Regions from separate parts of the Zea mays genome. Here regions 1 and 2 are each linked to region 3. The links are chromatin contacts, called in public Hi-C maps. All regions are on one chromosome and are shown on one strand. The core of a region is the stretch at or near the end of the contact, and the rest is flanking DNA. Distances in the headings are between cores, read along the strand shown.

Evidence for each region. A called contact is a pair of places that touch in the nucleus more often than the background predicts.
Region 1: a Hi-C map of ear shows a contact between it and region 3, with 2.6 times the contacts expected there. The contact joins the promoter of LOC103631259 here to the promoter of LOC100280955 in region 3. A contact is called at or near these places in 3 of 25 Hi-C or Micro-C datasets (ear, leaf and tassel).
Region 2: a contact with region 3 is called in a Hi-C map of leaf mesophyll, with 2.3 times the contacts expected there. The contact joins the promoter of LOC100285198 here to the promoter of LOC100280955 in region 3. A contact is called at or near these places in 4 of 25 Hi-C or Micro-C datasets (bundle sheath, endosperm, leaf and 1 more).

What each region holds. Positions count from the first base shown.
Region 1 is chr1:5,833,833-5,838,302 of Zm-B73-REFERENCE-NAM-5.0, reverse strand. LOC103631259 (probable LRR receptor-like serine/threonine-protein kinase At1g12460) reads right to left here and starts at 1,736. Exons shown (of 3, transcript XM_008652211.4): 1 at 90-1,736. The coding sequence starts at 1,300.
Region 2 is chr1:5,486,674-5,491,474 of Zm-B73-REFERENCE-NAM-5.0, reverse strand. It overlaps LOC100285198, which reads left to right and starts at 2,991. Exons shown (of 7, transcript NM_001158092.2): 1 at 2,991-3,773. The coding sequence starts at 3,189. LOC100277948 (S-adenosyl-L-methionine-dependent methyltransferase superfamily protein) reads left to right here. Exons shown (of 8, transcript NM_001151386.2): 7 at 1-142; 8 at 722-945. The coding sequence ends at 883.
Region 3 is chr1:5,654,083-5,658,989 of Zm-B73-REFERENCE-NAM-5.0, reverse strand. It overlaps LOC100280955 (cell growth defect factor 2), which reads left to right and starts at 1,576. Exons shown (of 3, transcript NM_001153875.1): 1 at 1,576-1,754; 2 at 2,400-2,570; 3 at 3,604-3,908. The coding sequence starts at 1,665. The coding sequence ends at 3,687.

The sequences.
Region 1 (4,470 bases), core at 487-2,986, 180 kb before region 3:
GTCGTTGTAATTTGGCTACTAGTCAGTACATGGAAACATTGTACCATAAGCGAAAATTGCAGCAGTGCGAGTACTGAACAAACACTTACAGTTCAAGCAAGAATCGGCACTGGCTGAGGGACCCTGGAATCTCTCCTGTGAGAGCAAGGCCCGCGAGGTCGAGTGTGACAAGCATCTCGATCCCTCCAAGCTCAGGTGGAATCGAACCGGAAATGCCAGGATTGCCCGCGAGCCGGAGGAAGGAGAGCGACCGCAGAGTCCCAATCACAGGAGGTACAGCTCCACCAAGAGCATTCGCCCCCAAATCCAAAAACCTCAGGCCGCGGCAATTCACGACGCTCTCCGGCACCGGCCCCGTGAGCCGGTTGCCGGACGCGTCCAAGCGTGAGAATTTGGTGCCGCAGGTCGCAATGCTGGGGATTTCGCCTTCAAAGGCGTTGGAGGAGACATTGAAGTAGGTGATGTTTACCGAGCCAAGGAGCGCAAAGGGCGCAGCTCCGGAGAAGTTGTTGCTGCCGACGTCGAAGAGGTCAATGCCGCCGCAGGAGGTGAGCTTGTTGGATATTTGCCCAGAGAGCGCGTTGCTCCGGACGGAGATGTAGTTCATCTCCGGCGGCGCGCAGACCCGGTCCGGGAGCTCGCCGGAGAGGCGGTTGTAGGAGAAGTCGAAGCCGGCGAGGCGCGAGCAGTTGGCAATGCCGGGCGGGACGGGGCCCGTCAGGTCGTTGTGCGCGAGCGAGACGTAGCGGAGGCGGAGGCAGGGGTCGAAGAGCCCGGCGGGGATCCCGCCGGCGAAGTGGTTGTAGGAGAGGTCGAGCAGGCGGAGCCACGGGAAGGCGCCGAGGAACGGCGGGATCTCGCCGGCGAGCGCGTTCCGGCTGAGGTTGAGCTTGCGGAGCGTGGGCGCGAGCGCGCGGAAGCCGGGCGGGACGCCGCCCGCGAGGGCGTTGCCGAAGAGCGAGACGGACTCGAGCGCGGGAAGGCGCGCGAGGGAGGGCGCGAGCGTGCCCGCCAGCCCCGCGCCGTGGATGCGCAGGCGCTGCACGGCGCCCGTGGACGCGTCGCAGGTGACCCCGACGAAGCCGCAGGGGTCCCCCGCGGGCGTCCACGACGCCAGCACGCCCCGCGGGTCCGCCGTCACCGCCGCCTTGAAGTCCAGCAGCGCCCGCCGCTCCGCGTCCGTCGCCGCGCCGGCGCGGTGGCACTGGCAATGCAGCAGCAGCAGAAGCAGAAGAAACGGGGCCAGGAGAAGCGGCAGCGCCGCCGAAGCGGCGGGCGTGGCCTGGGAGCGGCGCGTCATCGCGACAGGGACAGGCCGCGCTGTGCCAGTGCCACCGCACGCAGCCGCAGCGGCATTACCACCCACCAGCTCTGCCGCGGTGGCCGCTGCCGCTACTAGTAGGCGGAGTAGTTAACTGGCAGCTACGGCGCCGACCGCCGAGTAAAGGAGTAGCGAGTAGGTGGCGTGCGTTATGGTGCGGCCGCGGGCGTCCGGTACCCAGTACCACTGCCACACCACGCCAAGCGTCCAAGCAAGCGGAGCGAGCGGCCGGCAGCCAGCACCCTCGGCCGGTCGGCCCTCGCTAGCCGCCTTGCACTCGTCTAGTTTGCGTGTTGGGGAACAGGTCAGCGGGGGCGGTCGACGGAATGATGGTGCGGAAAAGGGAAGTGCGTGGCTTTCCGGGTTGGGGATCTGGCCCGGCGTGATCGGAGCATTTCCGTTCAGATCAGAGGGCGGGAGCAAGCGGCACAGTTTGGTTGCGGGCCGAGGAGCTTGCCAGTTTGCCTCCCGCCCGGCTGCGGTTGGTTGGCTGGTTGGGTCATGGCGTCGGCGTGGCAGCCGGGACCCGGCACGGCGAGGTGCCCGTTGCGTGCGCCTACGGGACACGGAATGGACTCCATTCAAGGCCGCGCCTTCTCGTACAAACTACGGAGACGCGTGTCGACCATGAATACTACTACGTCATTCACGCCACGTACGTGCAGCGTCCTGGTCACCGTACCTGTACTGATGCGCGCCGGTTGCGGTGGCCGGTGTAAGACCGGCGGTGGTTGATGAGAAACCAACTGTTGTGCTGCAGGGACCGTTTATTACAGTATCTATTTTACTCCTTATTTTAAACTTTACTTTACAAGTAATGTCATCTACAATACAAAATAATATTTTACATAGTCTACTAGAGATGTCATTAAAGCGAAAAAAGATGTGGTGTGAGCGACGGGCGGATGGGTACTACTTTATCACTATCACTATGAAGCGCTTTTGAGCCACATTGTAGTTGCTCTTAAAGGGTGTTTAATTTGTATGGACTAATTTTTAGTCCTTTTATTTTAATCACTTTTAGTTCCTAAATTGCAAACATAGGGACCGAGGGTATGTTCGTTTCTCTAGTGCTAAACTTTAGCACTTGTTTGGATAAAGTGTTAAACTTTAGCACTTGCACTCTACGAGGAGCACACGGTTAGTGGGAAGAAATAAAGGGGTATTTGCAAAATGGAGTTGGAGACCACTTTAACACAATTTAGCATTTTTGGTGAAGCTAAAATACTAATGATTGCCAAACTTTAGCATGTCACTTTTAGCCACCGTGTTTGTTTATTTAGGAGCTAAACTTTAACAAAAAAAAAGTACAATGCTAAACTTTAGTAAGGAAAAACAAACGAGCCCTAAAATAGAGATAGTTTTTCTTTTAGTCCCTTTGCTTAGCAATTTAGAGACTAAAAGATACTATAATGCAGGAGCTAAAAAATAGTCTCTACAAACAAAATATCTCCTTAGTCCGTCCAATAACAGGTGATTTAGAGCACTGTAGCAGGCCTGTTGGGCTCCTTTTTAGCAGTTGATCTTGGAATTAGTGTGTCTTTTGGTCGGCAATGATTCCGTTAATAGTTCATGATCATAGACGTGCTTGCGGGTGCCAAATCATGTCCCGCAACTGTCCTGTCTTTGTGAAGTGTGACCGAGGCTCCGCGAGCAAAGATAAAATAACATCAAATGCAGAGCCAGCAGAGGTCCATACAAACTCCAATCTGTTTCCCACGTGGTCTACTCTCCAACAAACTACAAAAATTATATCGGTCAAGTTTTTTTCCAATTTCTTCTTTTTATGTTCTATTTCTAAAAGTCCATTTGTTTTTCTCACTCCTGGCTGATCAATATATTGCATGTCCTTATTGTCCGTTGTTCATTGCTTTTCGTCTTTCAAATTTCTGCCTTTGTTTGGGTTTAGTTTTTTTCAAAACATAAAGAGTTTTAGTTCTTCCGCTTGTTCTACATATATCCTGATCTTTTTCATGCTTTTTTTGAAACGTCTCGGGATGCATTAGTTTCCTCTTATAAAAGTCTGGGGATGCATTTGTTTGGGCTTGTTTGGCATCAAGCGGCTAATAGACAAGAGAAGGGAAGCCCCAGACGGGATTTAATTGGCTTTTCAAATCCACGTTGTTTTTCAGAGCAGCTTTTCCCTTCTCCTTTGTCACTGTTTGGAAGCAGACGCTCGCTTGCTGTCCAGACAGCATTTTGTCAACGATGCTACACGGAACATGACAGATGGTTCGACAGCAGGCAAAGTTACAGCAGGAGTCAAGGCTGAAGGACGAGAGCAAGGAAACGACGGACAATAGCAAGGAGACGAGCACGGCAACAGAAGAGTGGCTACAACGTATGAATATTTGGGCCAGTGTGGGCCTTGTAATTGGCGCTGGGCTGAGCCTATGATCTGATGTATATCACAGAAACTCAGAACAGGGAATCGGGATCGAAGAACCAGAACATTGATACAGTTTCTATCTTCTCCTTCTTCCCCTCGTAGCTCTGTCCTGCTTTCTCCTGTCTCCTCTCGATCTATCCCTCAGTGTGGTGCACAACCAACGGCAGAAGACCTGCGATCCTTGTGGTGCACAATCTGTGCGGCCTCTTTACGCTGCAGTTGCTGGCGTGCAGCCCGCTGCAGTGGCGCGCGGTGCACGTGCAGCGCCTCAGCACGCTCTCCACGCTGTGGGGCGACTATGTGCAGGAGATGCTCGAGAACATATTTGATTGTCTCTACTGCGTGTTCAGAGTCCTGGAGAATAAGGAGAGGTTGGTCAAGGCTGAAGGTGTTGAGTTCATGCTCATTATTCAACCATGACCACCACCTATGCAATTTCAAGCTTCATACACGCACAACATTTGGTATCCATTTGGTTGCGGTTGGGATGCGGTGCCGCACAAGCAACCATGGCCACCACCTGTGTTTCGCAGTTTGATGTATGAGGAAGACAAAGGAAATGATTCAGATGTTGGTGATATACATGTTTTAGTGAGGGAAGGAGCAACTGATGGCAACGTGCAGTTGGTGATACTGGGAGATGGTGTTCCAGTCTGGATTCCACCTTGGCCATCCTTTAGTGGTGATATTCAGCAACTCGAGTTGATGGTGCTTAGTGAGTCAGAATTCTCTCCCACTCTCCTCATTGATCGCTTGAGTC
Region 2 (4,801 bases), core at 1,742-4,241, 170 kb after region 3:
TTGGTTGCAAATTGCAAAAAGGCTAATGCCAGACGGTCGAATCATGGTAAATTGTGGTGGATCAGACACTGAAGAATCTCTCTCATCGCCTTGGGTTCAAAACCCTACAGTTAAAGCACTTTGTTCCGCATTTCCTGGACAGGTATGGTACCATTCATCAGCAATACACGTATTTGGACTTCAATTACTAAAGACACTTATTTCAACTGCTAGTTTGCTACTAGTTGGTGACAATTTCGAAGCAGTGATTTTTGAAGTATGAAAGAGTTTGTGTTTGTTGTTTCGTCCTCTTTGTACTGTTAGCATTTTTCCTCTGCACTAAATACAATGCACCTTTATTATTGTGTGTGACATATTACTATATTTTAGGATTAATTGTATACATGCCACTCTACTTTTGCAAAATTAGATGGTTAGTTCATTTTTTATGCCATGTCGTGGCATGAAAACGAACTAAATTTTAGGATAGCCATATCGTTTTTTGTAAACTTGCAAAAAAAAATGTCCCACTGAACTTTATGCGGTAGCCTAACATGAACTTTGCTAAACTGTAAAGATATAGAAGCCACATTCTAAACTCTTGTAGAGTAAGGGAATTTTTAGCCTAGGATGCCAGTTTATTGCGACCTGTTAGATCAGTTACCTTATGAGAAATTGGGCAGTATCGTGCCACCATTTGGCCCTAGACTGTTTTGCTAAATGAAACGTTGTTGAATTGCAGGTAAGCTGGAAGAGACTATCGGAGAAAGAGAGTGTAAACTATGTTGCCCTGACTGGACCTCTCCCAGACCTGGACGGGTGGTCGGCGTCGGTTCCTAGTGAGCTAAGCACGAATAGGGCCGGCCCTAAGCCTATGCTAGAGAGGCGACGGCCGGGGGCCTAAAATTCTTAGGGGCCCAATATTTAGTATATATAACACTATATAATATATCAATTTACACTTTACAAAACCCATCTAACCAAATAACTCACACACTTATAATATTTACGAAATCCATCAAACAAATTGCAACCATATTTAACATAACATCAAAATTAACGGTTTAGATTATTGAATAACATCATCTATTTTGTTCACTCAAATTACAACCATATTTAACATAACATTATTTGATCATCCTTTAGCCCTCCCCTCCCCGTATCCCCACCGCCATCAATCCCTCCCCTCGCCCCACCACCGTCATCGTCCACCCCTCTCCTCCTCTTCACAGGAACGTAGCGTTAGCACAAGTTATATGCTAGTAGTAAAATAGTATAGGTAGCCAACAGGGTGGGAGAGCTAGGCACACTGACGTCCGGTGCACACGGACAATGTGGCACGCGTTGCCCACTGCCTAGTCGTCACGCTCACGTCCTCGAGCGTCTATGAGACCACACCCTCCATGTGATCGTCGTTCGCCATCTCGCCGATCCAACCCTTCAGGATTCCACGGAGCTAGGCACCACTGCGCTAGCCTCCAGACACGCATGGTCGAGCAATCAGAACTTGGGTTATCCGGCGATCGTCGTTCCTATTTTTTCAACCTGTGAAGCGTTAATTTGTACCGATGTATATTATCTAGCTTCTTAGATTGTTTAAAAAACTAATTTTAATACACATCATCATTTATTTATAAAGTATTAATATGCTCTGCTGCATAATATAGAAATTTTTTTATAGTATAGAGGGCCCACCATGATCAGTTCGCCGGGGGCCCTCAAAATCATAGGACCGGGGCTGAGCACGAAAGTGAAACAATGGATGCCATGCGAGCTTGCGTGATGGAAGGGCATTTTCTTTTGTTCTAGCTGCACCTAATTTGCCTCAGCAACTTGTCCATGACCGCTGTGGCCTTCTCCAACCTCCATGCCCCTTCAATTTCTGGTGAGGGACGCTCAGCTGTCGGTGGGTGCCATCCACAGCGCTTCGTTTCCGGATCTATCGGCGGACTATGCACCCATCCGGCACACTGACAGTCTTGTCTCTCTCTCGTCTCTTTCTTCTTCTTTTTTTTACTTAAGGGTGCGCTTTGTGGCATCATCTGCATCGGAGGCAGTATTGACCCCAGACGTTCGTGGGATGGAATAGGTAAACATTGAGTTTCGTTACTGAACGTTGAGTACAAGTACAAGTGTACAACAAACACACGCTCTCTATCCCTTGTGTTGAGAGAATCTGAATCTTGATAGTAGCCTAGAACAACTCTGATCCTTTTCTTTAGAGAGAGGAGAGAGCATGTAAAAGACAGAATTTGCAGCAAGAGGATTGGAGCCCATAACAGTTTGTTTAGTGGTATTCTGCTGCTGGCACACATGCATGCCTTTGTGGTGCCGCAAAGTGACAAATTCATTTAAGTGAACAGCTGTCCAGTAGCATTCACTGACAACGACTGTTCGTTTAGCATCCAACAGTGCTGCGATGTTTAACTGAATCTAAGCTCTGGAATAGTAGAATCAGTGCATGCCTCGGTGTGCTTTGGATACCATACGTAAATGTATTGGAAGTTCTATCAGGTAAGTTTACAGTTGCAGGGTTAACGTCGTTCTGATGTCATGTTGCTATCGTCCTCCTACCTATATAAACTAAAAAGAAATGTAAGACAGTGTCACTCTATCCGCCATGGTGCTTCTGACTCAACAGCACTCGCCATTCCCAAGCTCCGTGCCTCCGTCACGCCATCATCTCGCTCTTGCTAGCCTGCAGCTCCCTCTGTTACGGGCCACCGCGCTCGACGTCTTGGGGGATTGACTTGTCTTGGAATATTCCGTTAAGGAATGTCACTGTCACTGGACAGTTGAGCGTTAACTGCCGTGCACCGCATCACGAGAGAGGAGACACGAACACGAGCGCAGCCGCTGCGAAACGCTACAAGATCCAACGGCTGCAGTTCTCTCCTCGTGAACCGGTGGCGTGGGGCTACCCGCTCTGACACCGCCAGTCCCTCTTCCCTCATCTCCCTCTCCCCAAAGCAAAAGGCAAAGCAAAAGCCCCCGACCCCCGTCTGGCGCCGGGAGTCCCACTTTGTGCCACACTTTGTCTAAGGTTAGTCGTTCGAATTGAAGAACTAACCTTAGGCAGAAAAGTTAGGCAAAGTGTGGCAAGTTAGGCATCAAACCAAACAGACCCCAAAACCCACGCCACGCCACGCCACAGCCCCGCCCTCGCCGCCGTTTCCCGAATCCCCCAAGGGCAAGCGGAGCCATCCAGGATGGCCCATTCGCCGGCGCCCAGCGGCGGCGGCGGCGGGGGGCCGCTGCCGCTACTGGTGTCGCTCAACTGCCTCGACGACCTCTCGCTGGAGCAGGAGGGGCTGGCGGGCGTGGCCGCGGTGGAGCACGTGCCGCTCTCCGCCGTCGCCTGCGGCCGCATCGAGGCCGCCTCCGCGGTGCTGCTCCCCTCCCTCGCCTTCCTCCCGCGCGCCGCGCAGCGCCGGCTGCGGCCCTGGCAGCTGCTGCTCTGTCTCGGCTCCGCGGACCGCGCGGCCGACGCGGCGGCGGCCGCCGACCTGGGCCTCCGCCTCGTCCACGTCGACGCCAACCGCGCCGAGGAGGTCGCCGACACCGTCATGGCGCTCATCCTCGGCCTGCTCCGCCGGACCCACCTCCTCTCGTGCCACGCCTCGTCGGTCCCGGCCGCCGGCTGGCTCGGCTCCGTCCAGCCCATGTGCCGCGGCATGCGGCGCTGCCGCGGTCTCGTGCTCGGTATCATTGGCCGGTCCGCGGCCGCCCGCTGCCTCGCCACTCGTAGTCTCGCGTTTCGGATGAGCGTGCTCTACTTCGATCCGCGCTACGTGGTACTGGATCTGCAACTTCCTCCTATGCGCCCATTGTTTCATCTGCTTACTAGTTCGTATTAGTACTCACACTGTTCGAAAACTATGGATCCCCATGCTTGGATTGCTGGTTATGATATTTTCGACTTGGTTTCACATTTATCTTATTTTCTGTCAGTATCTCGCTAGTGGATATACTGGATAGGGTTTTACTTAAACTACTAAGCTGGTTTCTGTTTAGATCTTGGAATTTATAAATTTTGTAGAATTGAAGTTGACAGGATTCCAGGCATTTGGAACGTGGGACTGAAATGTTTGTCATCCCTTCTGTTAATTGGAGGGACTGTTGTATAGGCTAAGTAATTTTAGTACTACAATTACTACTAAGGGGGTGTTTGGAAACACAGTTTTTCAAAACCACGGTATTTCAAATACCACAGTATACAAATGCCATGACATGATCTCAGTTTTCAATACCACAGTTTTAGAATACCACGGTTTTGAATACATGGAGGTGTTTGGGAACAAAGTAAGTTTGAATACATGGAGGTGTTTGGGAACAAAGTATATAGCCTGTGAGGCTCTCTGTCCCCTATTGGAATTATCTTCTAAAATCTCCAAGGTTAGTAACAGCCGCATGGTTGAGTTATTCCATAAATTGAAGTCTTCCTTCTAGATAACAAATATCATACAAGCTAAAATCATATGAAAGCTGAATCATTGGGTACACGTACACCCAAGCTATGTCATACAGCCCCGTGCAGCATTGGAAGTTTGGAACGAGCGATAGGTACACCAGTGACAGCCTTTTCGGCATTGTGTCCGCAGAACCCAGCTTGGTCCCACACCCTCGCCGGTACCGCCCACACGCTTGTTTACAGAATAAAACTTTGGTGGAGAGCAAAGTTTACAATGCTTTGAAACAGCTGCAGTATTGATAATACTTTGGTTTTAAATACAGATATATTTACCTACATTTCCAAACACATTTCTGTATAATATACCATGTTATTCTCAAAAAATCAGTATTGTTCCAATACTGCCAAAAA
Region 3 (4,907 bases), core at 327-2,826:
AAAATTTAGAACTATGAGACAATTATTATTTCACTATGGTACGATTTAATGTTATCATGCAATTCACAGAAACTCACCTTAGCTTTGTTGATTGCACAAATTAAGAATAACAAAAATAGTATAAAACAACTTAAAGGCATGTTTGGGAATAGGAGGAATGGAGGGCATTATAAAATCTCATTGCTATTCAATTTTAGGCCCTGTTTGGGAACAAAGTTTTTGAAAACCATAGTTTTTGAAATACTATAGTATACTTTAGTCATGACAATACCGCAGTTTATAATACTACAGTTTTGGAAACTGAGGTCCAGACCTAAGTTTAGAATACCTTAAAACAACTATAGTATTTGCAATACTTCAGTTTTGAAAACAGAGATTTTAGCTAGCTCGCCAAACACCATTCTGTATATAATACTGCAGTATTTGAAAATACTGCAGTATTCTTCCAAAACTGCAGAAAAACTTTATTCCCAAACACCCCTTTAAAAGCAAGATGATTTTAGCCCCTCCGATCCCACTCCATCTCCATGTGGCTTTTAAATTAAACAAGCCCAAAAGGAGTTGGCAATCGTCTCATGGTTATGTGGCATTGATCATATATGAAACAACATCAATAGCCTTGATTAGGGTCTCTCTAGCACCCTTATATTGTGTACAGTTATAGATAAGTCCCAACCAGATTGGTTTACGTATGAGTTTCTAATCAAATATAATTGAATTCTCATTGATCAGGGTATGTAGATGCATATATGCATTTTTGTCATCGCTTGAACCAGTTGGAGGTCACTTGACAGCTGACACACGAGGAGCCAGGGGGTGTAACATTGCTACGGTTATTTCTCCAAAATGCGACTCTATGAACATAGGGCTCCTCTCTTGATCTGCGTCTAGAAAGGATGGATTGATATGTAGCCAGAAAGGATGTGTTGACGTTAGTGTATCGCTCTGCAAATACAGAATAATCAATTAAATATTAAATTCTGACTAGATCGGGCGTATTGGCTTGTGCTGTGGTTGCACCAATCGGCTCCTTAAGTTAATTGTCATCTTCCTTGAATCGACTATTGTCATAATCAATAAACATAAACATGCATTGAAAGTACTAAATGAAGAAAATGAACCTATCTAAAACATACTTGAGCCAATTATTTACTCTAAAACGATGCAGGCTACATGCCAACACAGATGAACTTGCTGCGGCTATGGCTGTGCTGGGGTAGCCCTTGCCTAGCAGGCTAGCAGCAGCTCCCATCATGTCAGTATGTCACCGAGCACAAAAAAAATACAGCAGCTACAGTAAAATCACAGTGGACTGTAGACTGTAGTAACATCAGCCAACTGTATTTCAGCCGAATCAAACACTATTTTTAAGGATTTATTTAAATGTTCATATATTTATCTTAATTCATATATATTAAAGTAAAAAAATAAGGTAAATCTCTACTTTGATCCACTCTAGCGTATGTGGATTGAATCCCTGGAAAGCACAGCGTTCGGGCCTCACATTTGGGCCTGTTCAGCCCAGTAGCGTGCGCTTCCTGTCTTCGTCCGGCCCTTTCGGCCCCCTCTTCCTCCAGGTTTCCTTTCCACCACCGCTACTCCGCTAGGTTCAGCAGCGGCACCAGTCGGCTGAGCGGATCTCCGGTGAGGTTGAGGGATCAGGGATGGCGAACGGCGGCGGCTACGTGTGGGCCCTTGCGGCGGGCTTCAACGCCGCGCTCGCCGCCATCTCCGCCAAATTCATCGCCACTCTGGTACCGCGCCAGTGCGCCACCAACCTACCCCTACCTCCCTCTATCGCTCGCCCTCCGTACACGATCCGAGATTCCTTTTTTGCTCTCGGCTTCGGAGCTTCGAGTTAGTCAATGATTTTGGATGATGAGTTTGGGGCCATCGACTAGTTTCCTAAATCCGGAAGTTTGTGTAGGAGGATTTGACCGTAGGCTTCACTGAACACAAATTGGAGCACCGATAGAAATTCCGCAAATGCGTCATGACGTATTTGAAAAGGGAATTCAGTCGGTTTTTATGATTGGCTACAGTATTAACTTTGGTTTGTGACGAATAGCTCACTAGTTTGCACTTTACTCAGTGGTCCTCTCCATGCTTATAGTGAAAACGAGGTACACGAGAATCTGTGCATCAAAATAGCAGGGGAAAGAGGGGGTATTCCTCCTATGGGCCAACAACCAGCACAATATCAACTTGTTAGTATGGAGTTCACAATTGAAACCTTTCTTGCTAGAGTTTATCTTGAACAAGAGATGAAAAATGTCATCCATTCAGGAAAAGGGAAAACAAGCATGCGCACCAATGGAAACACAAAGATAACTCTTTCTTAGTAATGTGCCAATGCTTTCAGTTTACTCTGTCGCTTACTCTGATCGGATCTAACGCAGCCGCTCAAATATGGCACGGTGATACTTTTCAACGTGACAATGTGGGGGTGCTACGTCAACAGCCTCAAAGCTTTGTCGTCCCTCCAGGCAACAGTCACAAACTTCGCCGCCAACTTCCTCTCGTCTGGGCTTGCAGGGTATTTCCTGTTCGAGGAGCCGCTGCCTTCTAAGGTAACACGGGAATTCTAAGTTTTCATGTGATGCATCTTGAGGATCAGCACACACAGAGAAGCGAAACAGAACTGGACTTTATTCTATATATGACATGACGTCTCTCTACCTTCGATTCCCTGGAAACTGAGTTACCATAGTATAGAGTTGGTCCATCCTGGTAAACACAATGATTTACAGAACCCCACCAGGCCACCACCGCCACCAAGACCACCACCAGGGGGGTGTAGAACTTAATCGGATTTCATCAAGCGTGGCATTTTCAACTTTTTTGGGTGGTTTCTGCTGTGTGGTTAACCTTGGTAAATTGCATTGTTCCTTCAGTCTTTTCTTCCAGGCAGACGAACAAAGCATTCCACTATTTCTCAGGAAGGAGTAAAAAAACATTTCTTATGCGATGATGAGCCGCATGATAAGAAAATATTTTCAATTTAGTGTCCTCTTGTAACAATGGTATCGTGAGATTTAAGGCCATTTTTTTAGGAAAGAGTAACACGCTGGAACAGCTAATTGCTAGACAGCAAGAACAATGTAGCGCACTAGCTTGCTTCAGAAAGGTGAATTATTGGCCATGTACATTTGATATATACACCATGATACTTTAAGATCCGTATGACATGGTCTATGTCCATTAAACCTTGTCATAATCGACAATTTGGATGTTGCAAGATTTAGGCCATGTTTGAATGTACTAGAGATAATAGTTAGCTGCTAAAATTAGTTGAAGACATTTAAACAATCTAGCTAATAGCTCAACTATTAGCTATTTTTAGCAAATTAGCTAATAGTTAGCTAGATGTTTGTTATCTAGTTAATTGTACTAGCAATTTTTGTAGGCAATAAATATTAGCTACAGTGCATTCAAACACCCTCTTAGCATGATTGACTTATTATCTGTTAATACTTGCAGATGTTTACCTTTTTTTTCTTTTCTTTTAATTGGTATGGTTGTTTAGACTTTGGAGACTACTTCGTAATTCTCTGAACACGACTCTTTTTGCCCCCCTTTTTGACATGAGGCACGTTTACGCAGTGGTTTGCAGGTGCCAGCCTCATCATTCTTGGCGTCTTCATCCTCAGCAAGTCCAGCATCGAGGAGAAACAGAACACGGATTAGGTGGAAAAGTTTTGACCGCTAGTGTTAGCTGTAACATATACGTACTCCGCATAAGCTGAGCCATGGGATGTTTTGTCCGTCCATGTAGCCGAATCAGAGCATGACTGTCATTCGGCTAATACAATGTAGTGTAGCAAACATGTTGTGCGAGTTGTCACGCCAGGACATTTGACATTTCCCATGGTGCTACTGGTACATCGAGAATCATCGCTGTAATTGTATGTATGTGGTGAATTGATTTCATTTATTTTATTATATTTTTATTCAAGCTGTGGCAATATCAAATGGGTATGCAGACACTCATGCGTAGCAGTGCCTGGTCGGTTCTTGATTCACTCTTGTTACGTTAATCTTCCGGATGATGAGGAGAGCGTATCAAATGGGCTTTCGACAGGCCGGCTAGAAAGGCTAGAACCGGGCCAGTGCGCAATGACGTTGAAAGACTATTTTTCTTTTCTTTTTTTACCCGTTGGAGAAAACCTTTCGTGGAGCTTTCGTAGCCCGATCTTCACTTTACGAAAGGCGGTATAATGGAGGAGTGATGCTCTACTCTACTGTCAGCATGTGATTCCAAGTGCTGTAGGACCGTAGCCCACTAGGCTTCGATATTATTGCGAGCAGTGGAGTTCAGGTATTAGGATAGGAGCTGGGGAACCACTACTACTACATTTTTCCAACCAAAAAAAGAAAAGAAAAGAAAAGAACCACTACTACTGCTGCTGCTGCAATGAGCGGCGGAGAATGTTGACTGTCGTGCGTGCAGGTTGGTGACATAGCTCGAAGCTCGCGTCATCAGGTGACTGTCAGCCCACAGTTCGCTCGAGAGCAACACACACACACACCATCATTGCCACGGAGGAAAAGCTTCGCGTGTGGCTAAGCTGCTGTCCGTCGGCGGCAGCGACGTCCAGCGGTCGGCGTGGAAGAATTAAAAACGCCAGAAGTTTACTGGTGCGGTGTGGAGAACAGCTGAAAAGGGACAACAGAGAAGACTGACTGAGAGGAGGGGAATCTTCTTCTCCTCCTCCTCGTCGTCGTCGTCCTCTCGACTGGCTGGGGCTGGAGGATTGAGACGAGCGGCCGCAACGCTCTCGTGCCGTCAAACTCGACGTCTATTCGCGTCGAGTGATTTCTCACCTGAAATATTCCATATTCCCGGGGGCCAGGGGCCAGGGGCCAGTGTACGTAACGTGCTGTTTGTTGGTTCTAGTTTTCTGTTG